Linked DNA regions of Mus musculus: region 1 is linked to region 2. Evidence: chromatin contacts called from public HiChIP or PLAC-seq data. All regions are on one chromosome and are shown on one strand. Each heading gives the region's core, a stretch centred on a gene start, on an enhancer-like site or on the middle of the called end of the contact. The rest is flanking DNA. Distances are from core to core; before and after follow the strand shown. Region 1 holds the start of Large2 (LARGE xylosyl- and glucuronyltransferase 2). Region 2 overlaps Ambra1 (autophagy/beclin 1 regulator 1).

What was found. HiChIP or PLAC-seq counts read pairs in DNA pulled down with a chosen protein or histone mark.
Region 1: a contact with region 2 is called in an H3K27ac HiChIP or PLAC-seq map of large pre-B cells, with 2.9 times the contacts expected there. The contact joins the promoter of Large2 here to the enhancer-like site in region 2. A contact is called at or near these places in 4 of 39 promoter capture datasets (cranial neural crest, embryonic stem cells, liver and 1 more), 2 of 115 datasets of contacts at active chromatin or transcription factors (embryonic stem cells and large pre-B cells) and 1 of 9 other capture datasets (adipose tissue).

What each region holds. Positions count from the first base shown.
Region 1 is chr2:92,369,592-92,372,947 of GRCm38.p6, forward strand. Large2 (LARGE xylosyl- and glucuronyltransferase 2) reads right to left here and starts at 1,466. Exons shown (of 15, transcript NM_172670.3): 1 at 1,390-1,466; 2 at 1,148-1,302; 3 at 975-1,072; 4 at 586-668; 5 at 269-392; 6 at 1-70. The coding sequence starts at 1,247.
Region 2 is chr2:91,875,092-91,878,391 of GRCm38.p6, forward strand. It overlaps Ambra1 (autophagy/beclin 1 regulator 1), which reads left to right. Exons shown (of 18, transcript NM_172669.3): 12 at 625-735. Among named protein-coding and RNA genes, the nearest start is that of Chrm4, 45 kb to the right of the region's middle. Within about 2 kb of position 1,875, at least 55 of the 459 cell types and tissues checked have an H3K27ac peak or open chromatin away from gene starts, as enhancers often do.

The sequences.
Region 1 (3,356 bases), core at 216-2,715, 490 kb after region 2:
TGGGAAGTACTAGCTTCATTAGCCCATAGAGGCCAGAGTAGTGTTTGTTGGGGATCCAGGAGACCAGGGGCTGTCCGGAGGGGGCGGGGGTAGAGATAACATAGCAAGTGGCACAGCAGGACGTAGCCATCGCCCCCCCCCCCCCAAAGGATGAAAGATTTCAGCTCCAGGAGGTCTAGTAGGACAGAGTTTTTCCTCTCCCACCACCCACTGCTGAAAGGAAGAAGAAGGTGGGCCTAGCTGAGCACGAGCGCAGAGTTCTTCCTGCCTTGAGTTCTTCCGCATCATAGAAGCTGACCACCACCGCTGGCACCATCCATGTTCGGAAGAGTGTCTCCAGGATGTTTCTGGCTACGGCATCAGTTATCAGGTGGAGGTGCAGCGGATTTTTCCTTTTGGGTGGAGAAAGTTAGCCTAACATGGCTGTGCGGGAACAATACAGGATTCTCCCCACGGGAGGAAGCCCTGTCTGCTACAAGGAGCTCTTGGGAATGTTCTGGTGGCCCCCTTCATAAGAAAGGAAACTCAGAACAGTGGGGCTTTGTTACGGGCAGGTTTTTGACCCTCATCCAGGCCTGTCTGTACCTGTAGAATAGCAGGGACTTCGTTAGGGTAATAATCTCTCGGCTGGAGTTGTATCCCGCACACACGATAGCCACATGCAACATCTGGGGAGGGGACACCTAGGTCAGCAGCGGCCCTCAACTTCTACTAGCTAGCTTAGCCATCCTGGTCTAGAACAGTGTAGCCCCACCTGGCATCCGAGCGGAGGTGGGGATGGGGAGAAGGGGTGCCTAGATGCAACGCCTCAATTTCATAAGTGAGGAATTAGAACAGGAGTGGGGGGCGTGCGTTGCAAGCGTCCTCTGGTATCCCAGCTGGGTAGCTACATGTCAGGTGCTGTGGTTCCCACAAATGCCCAGATGGTTGGACTGGCCAGGAACCTCGGGGATGGCAGCACTTGGCACAACTACCTCGCACTTGGGTGGCAGTAGAAGCTGCGGGCTGGAGGCGGAGAGGTTGCGACTCCTGTACGGGTCTTCATCGAGGGTAGCAGTTGTGCCCAGTCCATCTGAAAAGACACGTGGCGTGAGCAGGCAGCGGTCACACAGGGTCCCTTCTTCCCCTGCCCAGCTCCGGCGCTTACAATCCGGGTCCCGGCCGAACAGGAAGAAGCCAACCACTAGCAACAGCAGCAGCAGCAGCACGGCGGCCCCCATTGCCCGGGGGCGACCTCGGGGCAGCATGACTGTGGGACTCAGGGCGGGGCGCGACCCCGGGCTGCGGGCTCCATCACCGACCCTGCGGACCAAGGACCATAGCAAGATGAGCACTGGACCGCGGGGCCCGACGGCTACTCGCCCTGCTGTGCGCAGCAGCTGGCCTCACCTGCTCCAGTGGCTCCGGGAAGGCCCTGTTCCTCCTGCGACCGCCCTGCAGTCAGGTCCCGGTCAGAATCGCGAACTAGCCCCGCCCCCAACCTGGGCTCAGGTTTCACCTTTGCTTAGCTGAGCTGGAAGGGGCGGGGAGACCCCCGGCAGGGCCCCGCCCCTGCACCGCACGGTCTGGGAACCTTCAACCCCTTTTAGGGTGGTTTTGCACCATGGCACGGGGAGGGCTAAAGGCCTTGGGGACGGCTACCCAGGGTGGTCCTGTGCCCACTACCTGCACCCTCCTGGCTCTGGGACTCCATTCCTAAGGGGAGGAACGGATGACTCTCAAAGAATTGGCAAACACACCGCGGAAGTTTAGGAAGCTGAGGGTAGTGGGGATGGGATAGGAATGTCCGGCCCAGAGGTTAGGGACACCTGCTCAGTTCGACGACAGGAGGCTGGGCCTGCTGGGGCCACCTGTAGCCTGCAGGCGTCCTCCCTGGCCCTTAGCCCTACCCAGAAGCAGACTGGAAGATGCGGGCACTGTGCCCTTTTGAAGGCCACCTCCCCTCCTGCTGGCCAAGAGCCTCCTTGCCGCTGGGGCAGGGCCAGGCATCCCCCACTCTTGTCTAGAAAGCTGTGATTGTGCCGGGCTCCAAGGCCTGGATTTCTTCCTCCCTTTTCTCTCCACCCTTCAGCGGGCCTCCGGCACGCCTTTTGCCCTGTAGGGGTGCAGGGAGCTCTGGACTGTGAAGGAGACCCGCCACGGTCGGTTCAGCACAGACTGAATGCCAAGCCCTGAGCTAAGTGTTTGCCAAGTCTTTACTCAGGTAATCCTCACATCACCCGAAGGACACAAGATGAGATTGTCCCTGAAGAGTGAAAGGAACCTACCTATAGCCTTTGGCTACTTGCTAGGCAGGCAGCCTTTCACTGCTCCTGTAGGCTCCCAGCTGTGGCGGGTCTTCTACCTCAAGACCTGCCCCTGCCCTTCCTCCTGGAATGTAGTTTTCTCTACATCTCTTACTTATTTTCCCAGGTCCTCAAGGGAAGTTGAAGTTGCCTGTTTGTTCTGGGAGGTAGCCCCCACCTCCCACACCTCCACGCACATTCCAGGCATTCAATGTGTGTATGGAAACTGGGTGAGAACTTGGACCTGCCCTTTAAGGTAAGGGCCTCACCAGCAGCTCAAGCTGGGCCTTTTAGCGGGAAAGTCCAGTTGTATAAAGGGAGGCAGATCCATCAACAGTAGCCTGGGGCTGGCTCCCGTGATCGGAATGCCTTTCTCTGGGAGATGAGGATCAGCCTGTAGGTCTTTAGCGGTTGCTATGGAAACCGAAAGCCGCCTCTTGGACTTTTAGGAATTAAGAGAAAACCCTGGTGTGCAGGGCTTTGAGTCCCGGTGCTCCATTGTCATCCTCAGCCTGCTGTGCAGTTGGGATCTGGGTCAGGGGTGGATGAGAGTGGCCCTCAACCCAGAGCAATGGTTGTGGGAATCAAAATGTGAAGGAGCACGGAGGGTCACAGGCAGAGCCTAGACCAAGGTAATTTCATAAAGAGAGGTGAGCTGGTGGAGATACTAACTCTGTTGATCCCACTTGGGTCACTCATGTGGATCCTGTCGAAACTTCAGCACTGTGGGTGGGGTAGTGAGAGGGAAGGGCAGAAAAAATCTGCTGGACCTTCAAGAAGCCCTTTGGGAGTCTTCCAAGGAAAGGAAAGCCCAAGTGAGCCTAGTCCTTAGGAGCTGAGATCTCCCCCTCTCCTGCCAACCATTTGAGCCAGTTCTTTGCTTTGTGACCTTGGACCTGTCCCGAACCCTCTCTAGGATTCTGCCGTCCTCATCTGGGCCTGTCCAACTGGTCTTTCTTCTCCCCATGGTTTAGGACACACCGAAGGTGTGAGGATCCAGCACAATTTATCCCGAGGCCTTTGCAGCCCAGCCTTGCCACTAGGTCCAGGCAGGAATCCAAAAGGGAGGGG
Region 2 (3,300 bases), core at 625-3,124:
AAATAATCTCATGTTACAAAGGCAGACTCATAAATATCTGCTGTGTTATATGCCTGCATTTCAAAAGAGATTAACAGTGTTAGCTCATTTGTTCTTTACTGCCTCTCTCCAGTCACCATGTGTTGACTGCCTCTTCTCTGGAGGAAGTCCTCTTTTGAGATGTCTTATTAGGAAAAAGGTCACTAAAAAAGGAGGACCTGCTTCTCCTAACACACCCAGAACTGCAAGGCCTGAACTGAAATTCACCTGGTCTGTGTTCATGGTAGCTTCCCCTTGTTGTCAAATTTCTTTACTAACATTTGCATGAAAACTCATCTGTGTCCCCAGATAATGTATATATTCTTAGACAGCATATATTCAGGACCTGACACATTAATAATGGGAAGGACATGTGAATGATGTTCCATTTCCACATAGAACTGTTTCTTGTGAAAGGTTGTGTCTAGTTTCTCTTTGCAGTGACTTGCCATGTGGATCTCTCAATCTTTCGTGAGTTTTAGTTGTGATTCTTCTTTTTCTCCTCTACTAACTCATGTGTTCCATTATATTCTGCAGTAGAAGCATACAGAAAAAGAATGCACTGTATGTAGTCTAATGTGGTCTTGTTGTCTTCTCTGTCATCAGGGGCAGTAATTGGAGATGGACAGTCTGCTGTGGCCAGTAACATTGCCAATACTACCTACAGGCTCCAGTGGTGGGACTTCACTAAGTTTGACCTTCCAGAAATCAGTAATGGTGAGTAGTGATGGGCAAGATGGGTTTCTGGTGAGACAGAACTTTGAAAAATACAAAGCAGCAAAGTAGCACTGGATTGTCTGTCTCTCATTAAGTTGTTGATGGTCATGCACTATTTCTGTATGCTTAGCCTCAGCTACCAGTAACACATTTCAGAAAACAGTTTAGGGGAAACGCCAGATCTCCCCCGAGGAATTTGTGGAGAGATTCATAGAGACTAAAAGACTAAAAGAGGTAGCTGACATTGAGAAAAGGCCATAGTGAGTGGAGACTTGTTGGCAAATCCAAGCCTCAACTAAGCAGATGAGTGATGTGATTAATATCTGTTTACAAATGTGTGTGACTGATAGATATGTTTCCTTTGAAAGACATCCATGGTCCCATTGTTCAGCATTGCAGATGTTTCCCCTGCCTAAGGAAGGGCTTTTGTGCATTCCTAAGAGGTGAGAATCAGCCCCAACCTGTCTGCAGCTGCTGATGGCCTCACTGTCACTGTTACATTTCTGCTGGAAGGTTCTTTCTCACAGCAAGCTACCATGAGTCTTTCTTTTGAGGTCACTTCATCCCATTCATCCTATTTCTGCTGCTGCAACGCCATGTAATTGGTTTACTTCTTTTACACAGTCCTTCAGTAATCGGAAAGTTCCTCTACATCTCACCTTTCAGATCAAAGCTCTGCAGATTTTTTTTTCTAATGTGGTTTCCTATCTGTTCTTTCCCCCTTTAACTTTGTGGGTGAAACAGAACAGATCAGAAAATTAATGATGTGTGCTAAAACGCAATACAGTGATGTTTGCTACAGATCCCAGCAGCGTTTTCTGAAGTTAATATTGCATTTACGGTAACTTAAAGTTCCTTGATAACTGTTAGTAAGCCAGCATTCAGCCCGTTTGTATTATCTTCCTGTCGTTGCAGTGCTAGTTCTTCCTTGCAGCACCTTTATTTGTCCTTCTCTTTCAGTCTTAGGGATCATCTGCTAATTTGATTAACATTCTTCTCAGTCTTCCTTTAGATTTCTAGCAAAAATGGCAAATAAATCAGGAAATTGCATTAAGCCTTGTTAAGGTATGTTTTTGGGTTCCTATCATGGTTTTGGAACATGAATTATTTTTACTTTCGGTTTCACATCTGAAGCTCTTCCCTGTTAAAGACAGCTTCTCAGGGTCTGGGGAAACGGCTCAGCAGTTAGGAGCACTTGCTAATTTTCCAGAGGACTCTAGAGTTCAGTTTCCAGCACCATGGGAAACTCACAAGTGCCTGTTAACTACTGTTCCATAGGATCCATTGCCCTTTTCTGGCCTCTGAGAGTACCCAAACATACATTCACAGAAAATGTACACATGCCAGGTGTATTGGCACATGACTTTCAGTCCCAGCATCTAGGAGGCAGAGGCAGGCAAATCTCTGAGTTCAAGGCCAGCCTGATTTACAGAGCAAGTTCCAGGACAGTTAGGGCTATACAGAGAAACCCCGACGCCCCACCCCACCCCCACCTACCCCCCCAAAAAGAAAGAAAACATACATGAATACACATATACATAAATGAAAAGTAAAACAAGTCTTTTAAATAAATCAATAATAAAGGACAGTAGCTTTGTATAGTATAGGCTAGCCTTGAACTAGTTGTCCTCCTGCCTCAGCCTCAAGTGTTAGGGCCGCAGACAAGCACACTTATGTTTTCAGTATCATGTAAAGCATTGTAAGAGTTTGGAGATACAGCTAAAAATATCTTGATTACTGAAAGATAATCATTTTATGATGTACCAGTCTTTAATATTCTTATCAGACAAGATAAATGAGAATAATTTTTAATGCTTTGTTCTTAGTGAATCCTAAGTAGCAACTACTCATTTTATTCTAAGTGCCTATAAGCCATAAATCAAGTCAAGTAATCTGTTCTTTTGATTTTTTGTTTTATTTATTATTGTGTGTAGGTATGCACATGCCACGGCACATGTGTTGAGGTCAGAGGATAGCTTTCAAGAATAAATTACCTTCTTCCACTATGAATTCTGGGGGTTGTACTCAAGTTACCATGCTTGTGAGGTAAAATGTTTTTACCCACTGAGCCATTTTGCTGACTGGTACACTAATCTGTTCTCCAATTCTTCTAAAAATCCATGGTAGAAGAGTCTGCCTTTTCCTTATTGAAAACTCAAGTTCATCTGTAGATTTGTGACTCATATCTTATTGGCCATAGTTCATCTTCAGTTATTTTTATTTTTTTACTTTATCATTGTTTAAATTAGATAATATAGTTACAACTCAAAACTTACTTAAAGGATATACAATAAGGGGCTGGAGAGATAGCTCAGCAGTTCAGAGCACTGACTGCTCTTCCAGAGGACCTGAGTTCAATTCCCAGCAACCACATGGTGGCTCACAACCATCTGTAATGGGATCTGATGCCCTCTTCTACTGTATGTCTGAAGACAGCTGCAATGTACTCATATAAATAAAAAAATAAATTTTTTTTTAAAAAAAGGATATACAATAAGAACTTTCTTAACCCTACACCCTGCTGCCTGTGACTCCTTGTAGTAGGTAACCACTATCAGTTTCAGT